Regions from separate parts of the Sus scrofa genome. Here all the other regions are linked to region 2. The links are chromatin contacts, called in public HiChIP or PLAC-seq maps. All regions are on one chromosome and are shown on one strand. Each heading gives the region's core, a stretch centred on a gene start, on an enhancer-like site or on the middle of the called end of the contact. The rest is flanking DNA. Distances are from core to core; before and after follow the strand shown. Region 1 overlaps LOC102159588 (a long non-coding RNA gene). Region 2 overlaps LOC102159588 (a long non-coding RNA gene). Region 3 has its middle 330 kb from the start of FOXO1.

What was found. HiChIP or PLAC-seq counts read pairs in DNA pulled down with a chosen protein or histone mark.
Region 1: a contact with region 2 is called in an H3K27ac HiChIP or PLAC-seq map of alveolar macrophages. The contact joins two enhancer-like sites. A contact is called at or near these places in 1 of 47 Hi-C or Micro-C datasets (embryonic fibroblasts) and 1 of 2 datasets of contacts at active chromatin or transcription factors (alveolar macrophages).
Region 3: a contact with region 2 is called in an H3K27ac HiChIP or PLAC-seq map of alveolar macrophages. The contact joins two enhancer-like sites. A contact is called at or near these places in 2 of 47 Hi-C or Micro-C datasets (heart right ventricle and skeletal muscle) and 1 of 2 datasets of contacts at active chromatin or transcription factors (alveolar macrophages).

Annotation. Positions count from the first base shown.
Region 1 is chr11:14,743,775-14,747,793 of Sscrofa11.1, reverse strand. The region is part of intron 5 of LOC102159588 (a long non-coding RNA gene); the gene reads left to right. Among named protein-coding and RNA genes, the nearest start is that of COG6, 170 kb to the right of the region's middle. Within about 2 kb of position 2,208, at least 18 of the 83 cell types and tissues checked have an H3K27ac peak or open chromatin away from gene starts, as enhancers often do. A contact at or near this core is called in alveolar macrophages, where this site is marked.
Region 2 is chr11:14,935,533-14,939,475 of Sscrofa11.1, reverse strand. All of the region lies in intron 2 of LOC102159588 (a long non-coding RNA gene), which reads left to right. Among named protein-coding and RNA genes, the nearest start is that of COG6, 360 kb to the right of the region's middle. Within about 2 kb of position 2,270, at least 11 of the 83 cell types and tissues checked have an H3K27ac peak or open chromatin away from gene starts, as enhancers often do. A contact at or near this core is called in alveolar macrophages and skeletal muscle, where this site is marked.
Region 3 is chr11:15,082,862-15,087,108 of Sscrofa11.1, reverse strand. No RefSeq gene overlaps it. Among named protein-coding and RNA genes, the nearest start is that of FOXO1, 330 kb to the left of the region's middle. Within about 2 kb of position 2,033, at least 27 of the 83 cell types and tissues checked have an H3K27ac peak or open chromatin away from gene starts, as enhancers often do. A contact at or near this core is called in alveolar macrophages and skeletal muscle, where this site is marked.

The DNA.
Region 1 (4,019 bases), core at 959-3,458, 190 kb after region 2:
AGCACTGCTTTTCTGCATCTCATAAGTTTTGGTATGTTTATGGTTTTGTTTTCTTTTTCATTTGTCTCAAGGTATTTTCTAATCCCCCTTGTGATTTCTTCTTTGATCCATTTGTTATTTAAGAATATGTAGTTTAATTTGCACATGTGGATTTTCCAGTTTTCCCTCTGTTATTAATTTCTAGCTTCATTCCAGTATGACCAGAAAAGAAACTTTATATGATTTCATTTGTTTCAAATTTAATTAGACTTGTTTTGTGGTCTAACAGATGGTCCATCCTGAAGAATATTCCATATCCAGTTGATAAAGATGTGTATTCTCCTGTTATTGAGTGTTATAATATGTCTGAGAGCCCCACTTGGTCTACAGTGTTGTTTGAGTCCATTGTTTCCTTACTCCTCTTTAGTCTGGTTGCTGTATTATTGACAGTGGGAGAATTAAAGCCTCCTGCTAGTATCTTAGGGCTGTCTATTTCTCCCTTCAATTCTTTCAGTATTTGCTTGATATGTTTTGAATCTCTGATGTTTTTGGCATCTATGTAATTGTCGTAACTTCTTGATGAATTGATATTTTTATCAATAATATCCCTCCCTGTCTCTTGCAATAATTTTTGAGTTAAAATCTATCTCATCTAACATTAGAATAGCCATCCAACCTTCTTTTAGTTACTATTTGTGTAACATATCTTTTTCATCCTTTCCCTTTCAACCTAACTTCTTTCCTTTCCAACCTAATTTTGACTTTTAAATTGGGCATGTGATTATTACAATGTGGTAAGTCTGGGAATCAGATTTCCTCCCTTCCCCAGAATTCGCTTTTTGGTTGTTGGTTTGATTGTTGAAGGCTGTGAGAGTCCATTTGTTTTGAGAAGTTACCAAATGATTTTTGCAAAGTCTGTTCCTTGCCATGTGTGTTCACTAAAGATTCTTTGACTTTACCTTGTGTTCAACTAATGTCCTGACAGAAATTTCCTTGAATGCTTGGAGCTGAAATGGACAAACCAAAAAACACAGAAAGAAAGAGACAGTGATGGAGGGGGGAAAGAGAGAGAGGGAGAGGGAGAGAGAGAGAGGGAGGGAGAGAGAGAGAGGGAGGGAGAGAGGGAGAGGGGGAGAGAGGGAGAGAGGGAGAGAGAGACCAACTTTGTGCTGGGGTACTTCTTCCACTTAGTGAGGTCTAGGGATCGGCCTTACATGAAAGTGTAAGGTCTTGGGTTTTTTCTTCTGAGAATATGTCCTACCCAGTTATGCATGTGGCTTTCTAGATTCCCCTGTATAAACGGCTGCTTTTGGATGTCCTCATTCCCAAAGAGTCTCATCCAAACTTTCTCTTCTGAACCTTCGATGTCTATTGTGTATCTCCAGTGAGCATCTGTTGGCCCAGGTTTCTGTGGGTGTGCAGGGTGTGTCCCCTTGTAGACTGTATGAGCAGAGCCTACAGTTTCCCTGCACGTGTTCTGAGTTATAAGAGAAAAACAGTGGGTCGGATCCTCAGGTATCCACGCCAATGTGTACAGATGTACACAACAATTTGCAAACAAGGTCTGCGCTCTCCCTTTGGTTTAGGGAGTGAAACTGGGAACTGAGTTGCCACACTCAAGACTAAGACTCTTTTCATTCAGGCAAGTGTGGGTTTGGGTTTTTGTTTCTTTGTTGATGATTTTATGAAGGAACCTGGAGCTGGAGCCTCCTAGCCCACCACTTTGCCGATGTCCCACCATTATTTGAGGTGAACTGATCACATAACTGAAAACTGCACTGAGCTGGTTCTCTTTCCTTTGCCGTCCAGACCCACCCTCCATCCTTTTCTGTCCTGGCCTGTGGCTGGCAGGCTGACCTGAACAGGCCACATCAGTGGGTTCTCAGCCCCGCAGGGAGGAGAGGGAGGCTGTGCATTTAGTTCTTCCCCTGCGGTGAACACAGATTGGCCACATCCTTCCAGCAGATGTCACGGCTCTTCTCTGGTGACCCCTCCCTGTGGCCGCGCACGGAGATCTGGAAATGGAACGTTTTCTTTCAGAGCAGGCGATAACAAAGGGCTCACCAGTCAGTCACCATCACCTGCTGTTTTAGCCCCGAGGTCCTTCACCTTCCTTTGTACATGTCCCTCAGTCTTTCCACAACTTTGTAAATCACTCTTGTGTTAACAGCCCTCACTCACTCAGTTTGAGTGCCATCTGTTTCCTGCTGGAACTCTAACACACTGCACTTTGGCTGCTATTTCTCTTTCGGAGAAATGCTTCTCGTTTTGGTAAAATGTGCTCAGATACCAAGAGATTCCAGACGCTACTCTGGGTCAAAAGACAGGAATTCACTTTCCTGAATTTTGCAATATTTATCAGGATGACACTCAGCTTGGGGTTCAGAGAATGTCTCTTATGAAACCTGTAGCCTTGGCCCTGTAATCTGAAATGTGAACAAATGCATGGCTCGTTTCCTACGAGTGGGTGAAGACTGTCCTCCTTTCATGGACGGGCAGGGCAGCGCAGCACTCCCCCGTGCCAGTGACCTCTCCCACAGGGACCTGCCTGCCCCAGGTGAGAAGATGGGTGCCCGGGGAGATGGCTAGCGTCTCCTGGGTCTGGAGAATAGCTACTAAGGGGTGAGATCAGATATGCTCATTGTTCCTTCTCTAATTCGCCTCCCTTGCTGTGGACAGTCTTCTGAAGCAGAGACCTGATGAGACCCATTTCATGTGCCAGCCACGGCCTTTGACCACAAGACAGAGTGACAAATAGCCCATGGCTGGTCACCCTCCCAGCGCCCCTGGATAATATACTATGGAAGCTGCTTTCAGTCATAGAACCATTTCCATCCCAGCTCTCCAGGTAGCCAACTCTTATCCTATTGTCATTCAAGGTAAACATATTTTCCAACCTCGTCCTGTAAGATAAAATATGCTCCATTTTGAAAACCACAGCATGGCACAATCTGGTCCCAATCTTCCATTCTAGTAGCTGGGCACTTTTCCTCTTTTGTGCCCTGCATTCAGCCTTTTGCACGGGTGTCTGAAATATTTGTTAGACTAATATTGATACAATCTTATGAAATAAAGTTCTCTTTAAACACACACATCCAACATTTAAATCCGAGCCAAATGTATTGAGAATATTGTAGTAACACCAGGTAGATTTGTACATTAGCTTGAAGCATTTGCCCATACATTTATTGGTATGCATTGCAAGAGTAGACGAGGCTTATCAGGCAGAAAGTTGGGAAGTATATTCTGTATAGAGCAAAACTGCATGTTCAAGCCCAGTGGGCTTTGAATTGTCTCTTTCATGCAGATGACACTGATGACACTGGCCTTCTCACAGCAGAGTGGCCAACACATTCAGACGTGAGGTCAAATTTTTTCTTAGTTCAGCTCTCCAGACTGTGGCTGATTGTTTCTGAGACAAGTCCCAGAACCAAAAACAAAGTCCTGCTCTTCTCCCAAGCTGTCTCAGTTTTACCTCTCCTTGGCAAAGCCAATTACATCATTGATCTGCTGACCTTTTTTTTAGGTGTAAGTCTATTAATGCCATTTTACTGATTTTACATTAGAATTTCAACTTCAGTTTCTTAAACAGAGAGTGAAACAAAAACAGTATCTTTCATGAGTGTTTGAAAATTTGAAAATTCTAAATATTCAAAGAAGAGAAATCTGTTCCGAATACAGAACCGTAGACAATGACTTATCAGTGCAAAGGAGAGGGCAGCAAGTTGCTCGGCCAGCCAATCTCCTTCCACCAGTTCCCACTGGGAGATGGCTCTGTGCCAGGACTGGGCTGAAAGCTGGGTGAGGCCGGAGGTCAGAGGACGCCCTGACTCCCAGAGCACACAGGCATGTGGGGGAGAAGGTGTGCACTCATTGTTGTAGCCCAATTATTCATTTTAAATTAACTAAAATCTCTTTAGATGATATTTCCGAGCTCTCCTGTGCTGAGCACTTACTACGTGATGGGAAATCATTGTTGTAGCCTGGATGACGTCATTGAAATCCCAGGAAATTCTAGGAAGTGGGTCTTACTCCTTTAC
Region 2 (3,943 bases), core at 1,021-3,520:
CTTTTCTTTCTTTCTTTCTTTTTTTTTTTTTTTTTTAGTTTTTTCAAATTTATCTTCTTTTTTAAATTGAAGTATAGTTCTGCAAACCACCCCCTCAGAGCAGACATCAGAGTGCTTCTGCCTAACTGAGGTTCTCTCTCCTGGCTTCTCCCCACTACCATCAGGATCTGTTCAGATACTGCACAGCTCAGCTTCCACGTCCACCCAAGTTCTGCTTGCACCTTCCTCTGAGGCAAAGATGCTAGCCTTCAGAGCTATGAGAATCACCCAGGAACTTAAGGTGCACACTTCCAAGCCTTACCTTGGAGAGCCCCGCATTTTAGATCAGCAATCTGGCTGACTTCACTATGGGGTCCACTGCCTACACTTGGAGAAACATTTTGAAAGTATCATCAGCAGTCCTTCTGTTGGTATCTACTCATTCATTCCTTCTTCTATTCAGTCACAAACAGGTATTTCTTCTCTAGCAAAGCTTTTATAACAAAAATTGCATATGATGGGTGAATTAATGAAGAAGAATGAGTTACATCTGCTGTTATTAGTTATAAAGAATTGTCTCCTAAAACCATCCAGTAATCATATGTCCCTTAAGGAAAAAAGAAAAAGTTCAAGTCTGCCACACACAGCTGTTTGGAGACACTGTGTGATTTGCTCGCCCTTCAGTGGATGCTAAGCGCATATGAGACCTGCCCTTACGCGGTAAGGAGAAAAGAAATGCCTCACTTAAGCTAGATGGATGCATTTGCTCAATGATGTTTCATTTCGAAAGCTAGGCTCTTGTGATATATTGCACATTCCAAAAGGAAAAAAATAACTTTGGAATATACACCTGAAAACTCAGCCTTAGGCCCTAATATGGTCTTTGATAAGTAAATATTCATTGGGAATGCAACCCTCAAAGTACAGAGAACAAATGGTCCTGGGTTCATTGAGCCGTCCAAGTCCCAAATACTATGGTAGAGACACAAAGGTAGAATTATCAACAGGTCTTAACTTTCCTGGCTTCAAGAGTGTATCAGAGTTTAGGGAGTGGTGATGTATGATAATCTCATTTTCCCAAATTAAAGATTAGGGGCCATGGTAACCTGTGTGGTCTTACAAACCTGAGAGTGGGATTATTCTTAAAGTCCCGGGATGCATGCATGCTCCTCTTTCCGCGTGAATTCCGGACTGTAGCCAGGCTGATCTCGTCGTCCCTAACCTTGGCCCCACATCTTCCTGCTGCCTCTCTTGAGCTCATGCAGTGTCCCTTTCTTGGAATACCCTCCTTTCTATTGTTCTAACTATTGAAGCCTAACCTTTATCCAAGACCCAGTTAATATTCTACTTCTTTGTGAAGTCAACCTAAACCATCTCAGCCCACAATAAACTTTAGAATACCTCTAGCCCTTATTGTTTACACTCTTACTTGGCATTTAACAGATGCCAAGGCGGCATTGCAGACCTACTTACGTAGTACGGATCCCATTTCCCCAATTACACTACGGCGGGGAGTGATCATACCACATGCATCCTTGCGTTCACTAGACTGGTTATGGGATCAGATCCATGTAGGCTCTCCTTAAATTTAAGATGTTAATGAGAATGTGGATATTGTCTTTACTCTTTTTTTTTTTTTGGCGGTGGGGGGGTGCGGTGGTGGTCAGATTGTCTCCGCTTTTAGCCCATTCCGTGATGTGTATGAGAAATCTGCCCTTACGTGGTGGAGGGGAAAAGAAATGGTGTAGGCTCTGAATCCTGCTTATGTCTTTGACATTGAAAATTGCAGTGATGACTGTTGTCAAAGTTATCTCTTGGGATAACATCTCTTTAAAACCAGGTGTCTCAAATTCAAATGCTTTCTGAGGGTCAGTCAAGTAACCTAGTAGGACTGTGCCCACCCAGCTCCATTTTCTTGCCCCGAGGGAACACAGGGCACTAAGCCACGCCTGTCCATCAGAGCTGAGTGTGTTCAAGCCCCAGCGTGTGCCCAGCTCTAACTCCATTCACAATCCATGGTCTTTGAACTCACTGCTGGGCAGCTTGATCTCTTGTTAGAGCCCTCTTGCCACCCTGCCTTAATGCAAATGCCTGTCTGGACCCAAATGCAAAGACCCGTCTCCAGGTCTACCCTGACCGAGGGTGACCTCTTTGCACAGAGCCCAGTTGATTCTCAGTTATCGATAAAGTCTCTCTGAGGCAAGGCTTTTTGTTGACTTCCACCTCTACCCCGAGTTTGGGAGCCAAAGGTGCTCATCAAACCCCAACTCTCTGCTGCCCTCCACAGGCCATTGACCTCATTGCCTTTGCCATTTCGTCTGGTTAACTCTGGCTCCCAGGCGATACAAAGGTCTTATAGCCTGAGATGGATCATGTATTTTTGTGCCCAGTGCTTTTGTGTGTGTGGTCATTCATTTCTGTTCAGCTTGTGTGTGGATAGGTTCTTTCTTCTTGACTTACTTGCAGTTCTTATAGGTACATTCTGGGTTTTCTTCCTTCCACACCCACCATCTTTTCTCCCCCTTCTACTTAAAATAGCAGCACCATGAAATACAAGTCAGTTATTTTGGTAAAGATAGTATGGTTTAACTGAAAGCTTGTGATTTTTGGAGTAAGAAAGATCTGAGTTTTAATCCGGACTCTACCAATGACTGGCTCTATGAACTTGGGCAATATTTTTCTGTTTTGTTCCTCTCTAAAGAGGGCATTATGTAATAATATGCAAGCAAAACTGACTCATAGATAATGCTTAATCCTGGGTTTTCCCCCTCTTCTTCGTGAAGTCTTTTCACTTTGAGTAAGGTCGCCAGTCTTGCTATAGAAATTAGCAGTCACTGTGTGGGAGACGTTTATCATCTCCTTCCCCCACCCTCCCCCGTCTTTGTTGTCTTCAGACTATGGCCTCTTAGGTTCAGGAGAGAGAATACACATTGGGCAGATGTTTCATCAGCAAGCCCAGCACTTTCTCCGAGCACCGACTGATGGATCTTACTTGACCTGCCAGCTCAGGAACCATCCTTTGACTGTGAGCCTTAACCCTCATGAAATGTTACATGAAAACTAGACAGACTGCTCTGTCCTGCTGAACAAAACTGGGTCTGGAGGAGCTCCCTGGAAGGCTAGGGGCTAGTTTTTCAGCATAAGAGCCACATGTGATTCTATTAGTGACCTCAGTCCAGGGCAGGACCTTATCCCCCTGACCAGCTGTTGAATTTTCACTGCCTCAGAAATTTTATGGACCTTATCATGCAATCATCAGAAGAGCCTTGTGTGTTAGGCTCTTGTTCCCATTTTATAGATGAGGCAACCGAGGCTTGGAGAAATGGAAGTTACTTTCTGAAGGTTATATAGCTAGCCAAGGTCAAAGCTGGGATTTGAACCAAGGTCTGACCAGACACAAAGTATTGTGTTCCACTATGTCTAAAAACCAGGGATTCTGAGAGCCAGCCCGCGGGGAGGGGTAGCCTGGAGGGGTACCCCTGCACGGGTATCTTCACGGGGCTCTTCACAGAGTCCCGGTGTTCCCACCTCATCGCTCGCTGGGGGCTCTTAAGGGGTAAGTGGAAGGCCATTTTTAACTATAATCCTGTACGATACGAATGTCACATCAGAGCCTTTGTCTGTTGCTGATCCAGTGTTGATTGATAGGTTACATTTTTAAAAATTGCATCAGTAATTCATGCTTTATTACTCCTGAATTAGCGTAATGGTTCAAATCATCTTGTTGTAATTCAGCATAATTATCTATAATTAAAAATAAATTCCTGTAGGGTGAGAATACGAATTCCTCTCCAAATCTCTTTATTTCAACTGTGCCTATCAGCCGTTACCCCGCTTTCACCCAGCAACTCTGGGCGCTTATTGGGGAACTGACCTTGCTCTGCCTCATGAGTTCACACTTTCCAGACCATCGCTTCATCTTCTCTCTTTGGGGTCAGCGTCTCTCCCAGGATTTTGTGTTAGT
Region 3 (4,247 bases), core at 784-3,283, 150 kb before region 2:
AGGCACAGCAGCCCGTGTGGCTGGGTGTTGAGTCACCTGAACCCAGCAACCTAGGCTGCTCCGAACTTGCCCTGGCAGCGCAGCTGGGGCGCATGGCCTGGCCAAACCCGGAGGAGGCCACCCGGGGCCCCACTGGGGGAGAGGCGGCGTCACATCAGGACACCAGGTCGGGCATTGCTCTCTGCTCTCAGCTCCCACCTGTTCCTGGCTGCCGCCCACCTTGACCTCTTAGCTGTCCCTTAGTCCTCTCTAGACCTAGTTAACGCTTCAGCCTTAATGCCACTTCCTCATGGAGGTCATTCCTGCCCCCCTAACTGGACCAGCACCCTGACGGTTTCTCATGCCCCTGAGGGGTGCCTCCCCGACTCTCAGCCCGGCTGTAAGATGCTTTGGGCAATTCCTCACTGCCTGTCCTCTCTACTAGGCAGGGAGCTCAGTGAGGGCAGAGCTCCGTCCTGCTCACCATCATTTCTCCCTGCGGGCCAAGCCGGCGCCCGGCAGGAGCACAGCAGCATCTGCTGAGAGCATGAATCAGTGGGTATCTCCAGATGCCTGCAAGACTTGGGTTGGTTTACTCTCCCCGCCATTCCCACAGGCTCAAATTCCAGGTGGGCCTTTTGCATCTAGACTCTTGACCTCCATCGAAAGAGGAAGGACAGAGGATGCAGCAAACTCTGTGTGAATACTTCAAAACCAGGTCCACGTCCCCGTTCCACCTGGGAAAGGTCCTATTGAGAACCTTTATGACTGTGCTTTGAAAATGGTCCGCTGGGAAGAAGGGGGTGCCTGCCCTGCTCTCAGCGACCCTCCGCATGCCGCCTGATGCCTGAGATGCTGATGGTCACGCAGTGCCCAGGTGGAGGTGATGCGTATGCTCCAGGCGCCCCGGGCGACTCCAAGGGCGAAAAGCAATCTCCTTCACGAGGCGGCAGAGCGTGTCAGGGTGAATGCTGCATTCAGGCCGGTGCTTGGAGCTGTCGATGGCGCTCTGTGAAAGCTCTTTGTTTCTCCCTGGCATGTGGATGCACAGGCTTTGATGTTAGAATTTTGGCTCATTAATAACTAATTTACATTTCCCAGACAGCAAATTGTGATCTGACACAAATTTTTATAAAAGAACTCCAAATGGTGAAACTCTCTTATACAATGAGTCCTTTGTGGGTTTTTTCCCCTCTTCTTCTCTTCCTAACTTAAGGAGTTTGTGATTAAAATTTTAATGCAATCGATGAAATCTCATGGGCTACTTAAAAATAAAACACCATCTTATTTCCTTCCTCTCTGAGCCCATGACAGCGGGCTGCTCCTCTGGGGGTCTTTTAAGTGCTACAATTGCTTTTTCATCTGCTCTGAGCCTCAGATGGAGTAGCATGAACCAGAGGAAAGGCGCGGGGCAGGGACTGGAAGTGGTGGCAGAAGGCAGCGGTGCGGCGCCCTCCAGCTTCCTGAGTTCCTGTGCAGGTTCCAGGGTGGTGGATTTTCATAGGGTGGTCTCGCTGGTCTCCAGGGAGTCTCCAGGGAGCTTGCGAGGTGATTCTCACAGCTCCAGATGCCTCAAAGCCTCAATAGGTCATTTTGGAAACACAGATGGCTGATCAGAGCTCTCAGATGAGAAATTTATATTTGAAACAAATATGTTGTTCTCTCTTGCTTATTACCTCGTGGAGGACCAGACACCTCATGGAAATCATGGTGCTTTGGGAGTATTTGACCCCAGGTTTCTTTGGGAGCACACAGAGGTCAAGGGAAGTTGCAAAAGAGCTCTCGGGAGGCAAATCTGGGTGCCTGTGGCTCCTCCCTCCCCCACGCCTCATGCATCTTTGCTGAAGGCTTTGTCATCCTGGGTGTTGGTGACTCATGTCTTAGTGGGGGAGGCAGGCAGGGCTCTCCCCATGATGGAAGGAGAAACTGCCATGTGCTTCCTGTCACCTGGAAACACCTTCCCCAGATCTCAAAGGGGTAGGTAAGGAGATGGAGCTGAGACGGGACCCACGAGCCGCCCCTGGGCAGGGCAGCCGGGTGGGGCCCGGCCAACAGGACACTGAGGAGCTTGGCCGATTGCATCACTCCTGGCAAGAGGCTGTGTCTACTGAGTTACTCTTTGCTGGGAGAAAGAGTTGAGGGAACAGCCCTGGGCTTGTTGTGTGGAATGGAAACATACCCAGCCTGAAAAGATTTTGAAACTGGCACCGCTTGAGGTCAGATTTTAAATGGTCGCCCAGCGTGAGCCAAATTGACTCCATGCAGAGAAGCAACAGGCCACCCCGGTTCCCTATATTATTTTCATAACAGAAAGAATGTATTAGGAATTCCAGGCAACACCTCCCCACCTGGACACCGTCCCAGATTCTAACTCATCTGTTCATGCCTTTTCAAACGAGCCTTTGACAAAGAGGCTCTTTTTCTCTCCAACCTCTTCCCGAGCAGACCAGTGAAGGACTCTGAGACTCCGCTCCCAGCTTTGGTTGGAGGAGGTGAGAAACCCGAGAACCGTGCTCTGAGCAGCGTGGCTCCGTGGAAGGGTGCTGGGAAAACGGCAGTGCTGATGGGGGCGGCCTCTGGTTCAGATAATAAGGCCTCTCTTAGGGGTGGCACGAGGCACACCTGCCATCGCCTGGCTTGGACATCAGGCTGTGTGGGACAGAGGGGACTGAATTCGGCAGTCGTTCCTGTTAGATCCTCTGCGAAACAACTCTCCCGGGGACGTGCCCATGTGTGGAAGTCCCCCGGCTGCGCTGGCGTGTCAGGAGGACTCCGGAGAGCATTCTGCGATGCCCCGGGGGAAGAAGGAAAGCCTGGTGTGTGTCCTGACAATAATAGGGTCTTTCTCGACACCTAGAACATCGCTGACCTTTAAAACAGAAGGCTGCTCTCACGCTTGCTAATTTTACCCTCTTGGATCCCGAACAGCTCAGATAACACTTGACTATTTTTCTAAGTCAGAGAGACCAGACTGGATTTTCTCAGAAAGGAGTCCATTCTGTTTCCAGCCACAGAGGGAACAACAACAACAAAACCCTCCCAATTTTCTCATTACTGTAAACACCATAGGTTTTCCCGGCTCTGCTGGACTCAGCTTCTCCCACCGGTGGGTAGATTTTGGAGTCAGGTTAGGGTTGAATCCTGGTTCCACTGGCTCATGAACTTGGATTTGTTACTTAATCATCCTGAGCTATGGTTTCCTCATCTGTACACAGCTGATAATTTGTTGTGAGGTGACTGAGATGCAAAGTTCTTAGCCCCTGGCCTGGCACACAGTCAGTGCTCGAAGGGAGCTGTTGATGTGATGATGGGGCCTGTGGAGGTGGCATCCTGTGAAGTGAGGAAGCTGGAGCACTCGAGCGTCGACATGGCCGTTGTGATGGCATCCAGATTTCGGGGCAACGAGAGACCCCTGTGGGGTTCAGATACCAACCAGAAGAGGCTCTTTCTGCCTGAAGTGTTTCTAGAAAACCCCACGGCCCTCGATGTCACAGGGGGAACCCATTCTCCTGAGCAGACTCAGGGTAGAGGATAAACTCCTAAAAAGGAAGGACCTCAGGTGGTTTTTGTGCCGTTTTCTGCCAAGCAGCACTTGGCATATTGTGCCACTCAGTGCATCTTGATGGAAGCGGGAAATGATGGCGAGACGGAGAGCTGAGGGCCCATCGGGGGCTCTTCCCAGGTCAAATTCAGCTCACCTTCAGCTGAGCAGGAGGGAAGCAGGGCTTGTGATCTGTGGCTGCCAACGTGGTGCTTAGGGACTTCACTTCGGGCTACTGCACAGACGCAAACTCAGATCACTCTGTCACTCTTCAGAGAAGCATGCCTAGAGCAGAGACTTCTCAGGATGCAGAGAAATAAGAAATGGGTTAAAGGGAGAACTGTATCTTGGCCATGCTGTGTTAGGGTTTCCACCCATTCTTTAGAGAGAGAAAGTTTAGGGTTAAGTCCCATTGCCTAAGAATATCTAATAATGTAATACACAATTTTCATTACGGAGCATGAGCTAGCCAGTCCTTATTGCAGCTTATTGTCAATTTCGCAGTCTTCAGGTAAAAACTCCCTTCAGTACTGATTATTAGAACCAAACCCTCTGATGCTCAGAATGAGCACAACTAGGTGTGTTACAGAATTTAATCCTGTTTGGGTATGAGTCATGGTACAAAGGCATTGACTGGCAGTCAGTAATAATAACCGTGGGTTATATTTTGTTAATCCATATTCACATCTCTGCTTTCATTTTATCCTTACGTCATTCACAAGAGGGT